Linked DNA regions of Mus musculus: region 1 is linked to region 2. Evidence: chromatin contacts called from public Micro-C data. All regions are on one chromosome and are shown on one strand. The core of a region is the stretch at or near the end of the contact, and the rest is flanking DNA. Distances in the headings are between cores, read along the strand shown. Region 1 holds the start of Xirp1 (xin actin-binding repeat containing 1). Region 2 has its middle 33 kb from the start of Exog.

The links. A called contact is a pair of places that touch in the nucleus more often than the background predicts.
Region 1: a Micro-C map of muscle stem cells shows a contact between it and region 2, with 6 times the contacts expected there. The contact joins the promoter of Xirp1 here to the enhancer-like site in region 2. A contact is called at or near these places in 1 of 39 promoter capture datasets (embryonic stem cells), 3 of 484 Hi-C or Micro-C datasets (the G1E-ER4 cell line, cerebellum and muscle stem cells) and 2 of 115 datasets of contacts at active chromatin or transcription factors (cardiomyocytes and heart atrium).

The regions. Positions count from the first base shown.
Region 1 is chr9:120,021,914-120,025,219 of GRCm38.p6, forward strand. Xirp1 (xin actin-binding repeat containing 1) reads right to left here and starts at 1,685. Exons shown (of 3, transcript NM_011724.3): 1 at 1,521-1,685.
Region 2 is chr9:119,476,674-119,480,061 of GRCm38.p6, forward strand. No RefSeq gene overlaps it. Among named protein-coding and RNA genes, the nearest start is that of Exog, 33 kb to the left of the region's middle. Within about 2 kb of position 1,703, at least 50 of the 459 cell types and tissues checked have an H3K27ac peak or open chromatin away from gene starts, as enhancers often do. A contact at or near this core is called in cardiomyocytes, heart atrium and muscle stem cells, where this site is marked.

The DNA of each region.
Region 1 (3,306 bases), core at 435-2,934, 550 kb after region 2:
TATACAGACTGCCAGCTGTCCCCAGCTCAGACTCCCAGGGATCCCCAGAATCCTTGCTAGGGTCACAGAGGCCAAAGAATCTAATGGCCTGTTGTTAGGGGATACAGAAACCCAGCAAGGGGACAGGGGCTGCCCATGGAGGCTCAGCTGAGGTCTCAGAAAAGGCTGCGGCAGGCTTTCAGGCTTCCCGGCTCCACTCTCATCTGGCCTGAGACTTCTGAGGGCAGGTTTGGGGGGGCAGGTTTAGGGTATAGTAATTTCAAAAACTGTCCATGAGCAGGTCCCCTATGCCGAGACAGTCACTCAGCACTGCCAGCAAGTCAGGACCACCCACCTCCACCTCGGACCCTCTTAGGCACCAGCCTGCTCTAGATGCCTACCATTGGGCACATTCAGATCTGATCTCTCCATCCTGAGTCACCCCAGGCTTAGCTGGAGGATGTCCCCATGGGACAAAGTCATTCTACCAAAGCTGCCTCAGGAGGGAAGTTACTCACAGGCTAGCCTGGGCACAACATTGCTTGCTGGGGCCGGTTATGCTAAGACCGTGACCAGCAATAGCTGGGGACTGGGCTTGCCCTGGGCCATGGTTTGGCTCTGGCTGTCCTGGGTCTCTGGCCTTCAGCATTTTTATCTCTTTTTCAGACAGAGTCTCACCCAGTTCAGGTTGGCCTCGGACTTAGCGAGTAGTTGAGGATGACCTTGGACCTCAGACCCTCCTGACACAGATTACAAACATGCAGCATCTTTTCTGGTTTTATTTGGTGGACCCAGGGCTTTGTGCATGCTATGCAAGCACATAACCAGCTGAGCTATGTCCCGGGCTCATAGCTGCATCTGAAAAATCAAAACTTCTGCTTGGCGGTGATGGCGTACACCTTTAATCCCAGCACTCTGGAGGCAGAGGCAGGTGGATCTCTGAGTTCGAGGCCAGCCTGGTCTACGAATCGAGTTCCAGGACAGCCAGGGCTACACTGAGAAATCCTGTCTCAAACAAAACAGAAAACAATCAGAACTCCAGGCCAGAATGATGGGCCAGTGGTACAGGTACGTCCTGTTATTTCTGAGGACCTGTTATTTCCAGTCCTGTTTTTATCATGTGTCATACACATGGTCAAAGAGAAACAATGTACTCTGACCCCTACACTTTCACCACGACACATGGACCCACTCACATGCACACAAAATAAACAAAACTGTAATTTAAAAATTAAAAACAACACAAAGCTCCCGGCTACCAAGTGAAACTACCTCTCGATGATACTAGATCAGAATGAATCTGTTTCTTGGGCCCGCCTGAGGTAGCCACAGCAACTTCTGACCACATACAAACACTTGCTACCTTCTAGAGATAAGTCCTGGTGGCTTTCCTCGCTGAGGGCCTGTACACCTGTACCACATCCTCTCCACACCTTCCCCGCTACCGCTAGACTCCCTCCTGACACCCACGCTGCAAGGTCCAGAGGGCCACGGAGTAGAGCGGTAGCCTAGCCTATAACACAAGAGGGGAGGGTACTCACCAAGGGTCTGGCTGGTGTCTGGGTGCTTTTGGGTGTCTAGCCTTGGGGTCTGTCGCTCTGCCGGGATTCTTTGTTGTCAGTTCTGTTCTGTTCCTGGGTCCCCTGCCTCTCTCTACCTTGGCTCTAGGTCTCCGTTCTCTGCCAACCAGGCAGCTGCCTTTATCTGGCCGGCTAGGGGTGGGTGAGGGTGGGGGCGGGGGAGAGGCTATGTTCGGAGTATTAAGTGGTCCGGTTATTTTTAGGGCTCGTGGAAGTCACTTTTCCATCCTGGGGAATCAGTTACAATTCCTCTGGGCTAGGGAGGGCTAGGGTGGAGGAGGAGTCCCATTCAACCCAAGTCTGCCCGGAGGACTGGGGTGGGTGACTCAGTCCTGGATGGAGACATCTAGGTTATTTTGAGGAGATGAATAGGGGGACACTTGACGTGTGGGTGACCCTGTCCTCTCATCCCGCAGGCCCTCTCTCTCTATGCTGAGCTATTGTTACCACACATGGTCCACCGAGCCCAAAGCCCAGCATCTCCCTGAGTGCAGGACCAGGCTTCTCACTACCAGAGTCACCTTCATGTAAAAGGCTCAACCTCTGTTTCTCTCCGTGCAAAAACAAAGCTGGCCTTGTCTCCCGTCTATTCTTACCCTAGCTCCACAGTCCAGGTCTTTGAAGCTATGAGGGAAGTAAACTTGGGGGTGAGCGAGATTTCTGAAGGAACAGGCCCTTAATTTATCAAAAGATCTGAAGGCTGAATGCATGGTGTCCCAGCCCAGTGATCTGGGTCCATGGCTCCTTCTAGACTCTTCCCTCTGACTCACGGCCCAGACTCTCTGGGAATGGCTGGGAGGACCTACACATGGTAACTGACTGTGGAGTTATTTCTGACCCTGGAGTCATCATCTTCGTGGTCACAGATGGAGTGACAGACTGTGCACCTGTCTCTTCCTCAGTCACACGGAGCCCCGGGGGACCTGGCAGGCTTCGTCACTTACTTGGCGCTAAGGCTGGTGTGGAGAGATGCCACAGAAAATACGGAAGTGGCTTTTGTCCCAGGTGGGTGTAGCAGGAATGGCACCGCCTTTATGTAAACCCTGCGGGCCGCAGAGCCACAAAAGCATCTCCTGCAGGAGGACCTAATTGAGGACTGCCTGAGAGATAGTTGTCTGCTGGTGCAGACAATGCCAGCCAATCAGGTTCTGCTGTTTAGGAGAGACGCTTTCTTGGTACCAATGGGGCATGGGTGGAGGGTATTAAAGGAGCTTAGAGCAGCATAGAGAGAGCTTGCTGCAGCCTTTCTCACCTGTTCTGGAGTCTGTCATTGACTCTGCACCACCTCACCTCCAACCCCCAAGGGCGGGTAGGGTCAGACATCGAGTAGCCCAGGGCACAGGCAACAGGTGGGAAACCAGGCTCCTCCCTGGGTGTGAGTGTCCGGTCTTCCTTCTGAATTACATGTGCCTTCAGATGCCAGGGGTGATGACAGGTGCGTTGTGAACCTTGTCCATGGTGTCAATACCATCCTGCTGTCAGCTTGGGCCTGGGAGGTGCATCTTGGATGCCCTACCCCCCTGTCCTCATCCTCTGCTCCAGAATCCTGGTTGTCCCTGGCAGGGACAGAAGTGGCAGAGCCTCCCTCTCACAGGGTGTCCCAGAGGAAGCAGGAACATCTACAACCAGCAGCGAAGGCCTCCCTGGGTGACTTTGAGCACTGAATGAATTATCACATGAAAATGGCTGTGGAGAGTGCTGACCATGTAGTGTGTGTTATTAAACTGCCCACTCTTTATAAGAAAAA
Region 2 (3,388 bases), core at 453-2,952:
GGAGAGGCAGAGGAGAGGCAGAGAGGTAGAGGAGAGGCAGAGAGAGAGGCAGAGGAGAGGCAGAGAGGTGGAGGAGAGGCAGAGAGGCAGAGGAGAGACAGAGGCAGAGGAGAGGCAGAGAGGTAGAGGAGAGGCAGAGAGAGAGGCAGAGAGGCAGAGGAGAGGCAGAGAGGTAGAGGAGAGGCAGAGAGAGAGGCAGAGGCAGAGGAGAGGCAGAGAGGCAGAGAGGCAGAGGAGAGGCAGAGAGGCAGAGAGGCAGAGGCAGATGGGGTTGAGGCCAGCCTGGGCTCTATAGTGAGACCCTGTCTCCCAAACAAGCAAGTGAATGAGGGTTAGGCCCACCAGAACAGGTAAAAACTGGTACAACCCAGAATGGGAGGGCTAGTAGGAGGCCTTGGTAGGGGTGCTTGCTGCCAAGCTGGGTGATGTCAGTTTGATGACCTGCAGGTTGTCCTCTGACTTCCAGCTGACCTCTGACCTCCAGATGGGCTTCTGCACACACTCATTAAGTAAAGGAAAAGAAAAAAAAATGTTTAAAGGGGCGACTTTTATTGTGTGCAAATTATACCTCCCTAAATAAATCTGACTTGAAAACTGGATCTCCCGGGCAGTGGTGGCGCACGCCTTTAATCCCAGCACTTGGGAGGCAGAGGCAGGCGGATTTCTGAGTTCGAGGCCAGCTTGGTCTACAGAGTGAGTTCCAGGACAGCAGCCAGGGCTACACAGAGAAACCCTGTCTCGAAAAAAAACAAAAAAAAACAAAAAACAAAACAAAAACAAACAAACAAACAAACAAAAAAACCCAAAGGCTGCGGCGGTGGGAGGGGGTTGGGGATTCAGAGAGGTGGCGGGGACCACGACTGGGGGTTTTAGAGAGTTCTGGTGGAGCCGTGGGTATGAGCAGGCCATGTTAACTGATTCCCCTACTGACGGATGTGCTAAGAACACTTAGGAACAAGAACTAGTTAGAGCGGAGGGAAGGTACTCAGAGCACAGAGGTGGCCTCGGAGGGGAGGTGTTGAGAACCGGCTGGCCTTGGGATGTGTTCTGAAGGCAGCGCCAACAGGATTTCCTGCCGGATTGGATACGGAGTGTGAGGGAAAAAGTGGAGGGAAGGATGACATCAAGGTTTTTTGGCCTGGGAAGCTGGTAATCCGGCCAGGCACCCCCGTGGGCACCGTTTAGTGGTCAAGGCAGAGGCAGTGGGAGGCATGGGTCAGCCCTGCTCCTGGCTCTGGGCTCGGCATGGGCTGTGCATCCTGGTGATTCCATTACGCTTTTGTTTATGGCCCTGCTGCCTTTGTCATTTCCTTGCCTCCTGTCTGGAGTGAAGGCTGTAAACATGATGGATTGGTACAGGATGAGGAGGCTCAGTTAGAGCTGCTGAACTGGCCTCTTCTCTTGGGCTAGCCCTCCTCACTTACACCACCTTGGGGTGTCTCCACAGCCCTACCCATAGAAGGGGACTGACTCTGGCTGTCCACAGGTCTCACCCTGACAGGGTGAGCAGGTAGATGATTCCCACAGAAAAGTGGTCTTAAAGACAAATCCTGGTGGCAAGCCTAGCCCTGATCTGCTCACACCCACATCACAACGTGTGCCCCATTACACTGTGCCCCCACACACAGCCAGGCATAGGTTGGGACAGACAGGAGGACAGGACATACCACTGGCCAGTCAGCCCACATCCTGGCAAGGGCTTCTCCTGGGACCTCACACGTTTCTCAGGAATCCAAGCCGGCCCGTCTCTCCACAAAGGCTGGGATACTGGGTCTTTTCTTGTCAGCAGCAGGTGCCTGGCAGCTGCCCAGGATGCCAGCCCCGTGAGCTGGCATAGGAGGAAGTGCTTGCTAGTGTGGTCATTACCCGTGCTGGGCTTAGGCTGCCGCAGGTCTCACTGCTGTTGCTCAAGGTGACTGGGATGCCATGAAGAACAGTGCCAACTGTTCAGCCCAAAGGTCTCCGAGACACCCTGCAGCTCAGCACGCCTGCTGGACAGCTGTCAACCACTGACTGTCATTTCCGAGCAGAGTCCCTCAGTACCCGCTCTACTCGAAGTCTCCCTGTCCTCCCTGCCTACCTCTGTCCCTGGGGATATACTGAGGCTTGTGGCCCGAGTCTGTTTGGGAGAAGGAAGCCTGAGATTCATTCCTTGCATTTTGAATATAGGTAAATCCAACCAGGTGATGATCCCAAATGGGCCCACATTTAACTTTCTTCCAGGAAAACAGCAGAGGGTAGGAATGCTGGGAAGGGAAAGGGCTGGAGACCCCAGGGACAGGAAGAGTACAGATAGAGTGGTCCAGGATAGGAAGGGCACAGATGGAGTGGTCCAGGTGAAACCAGGGTGGATTGGCTCAAGTTTTCTGATTCTACAAACATCCTCACACATCATCCATGCTGGGCGCTGGGCACCAGGTCTAGGGCTGGAGACAAAATTGCGAACAAACGGGCTGGCCTGGTCAGCCGCAGCCTTTAGCGTGTTAAATGGACAGGATATATGTGCTCAGAGCACTGGAGGCAGGGCAGAGAGGCACTATGGCAGCACCAATCCTGAGAAGCAGCCAGGGTTGGAAGGCTCAGCGGGGGGAGGGGGAGGGGGAGGGACATCCCCTGAGTCCAATACTGATCTGTCACACCCTTGGCTTGTCCTTGGTCACTTCCCTCACTGTGGCCTCTGCCTCTAGGAGGGCCCAGGCATCTTTCTCCCTGCCCCTCCCAACCTCCTGGACACCGAGTCTCGTGGCTGTCAGAGCTGCCGGTGGAGGGAGGGCTGCCCACATGTGGCAGGGCTGCTGCCAACGCCGTGGCCCTGGGGTGAGAGCTGACGTCTGTCCAGGAGCATCTCCCTGCCAAGGGCTGAGATTCCCGGCTGCATGCCTTCCCACTTGACACAGGAGCTGGCATCTGCCCCTTATAGAGTCACCCGCCACCCAGACCCCAGCCTAACCCCCATTTGGCCTGGTGACAGCTGTGACATTTTATTAGGTACAAGCCTTCTCTCACAGCCTCAGGGAACTGGGGAAGGCCCTACAGATCAAGAACTCCCAAGACTCGAAGCGCTGGCTTCAAGAACAATAGGAGATGCTGATCCAGTCTGAGCGGGTAGCTAGTGTCCCTGGAGCATGGGAGAGAGAAGATCCAACCATGTACAGTCCTGTGGAGGGGCTGCAGCCTCAGGCTCCTTGTGTTATTTTATGTATGTAGATGCTTTGCCTGAATGCATGCATGTAAACCATATGTTTGCCTGGTGCCCACAGAGGTCAGATCCCCCGGAACCTCACTATAGTTACAGATAGTTGTGAGTCTGGGGATCAAACCTGGGTCCCAGGGAAGAGCAGTCAGGGCTCCTAACCACAGAGCCCTGCTGGTGTTTCTTTTGAAACTC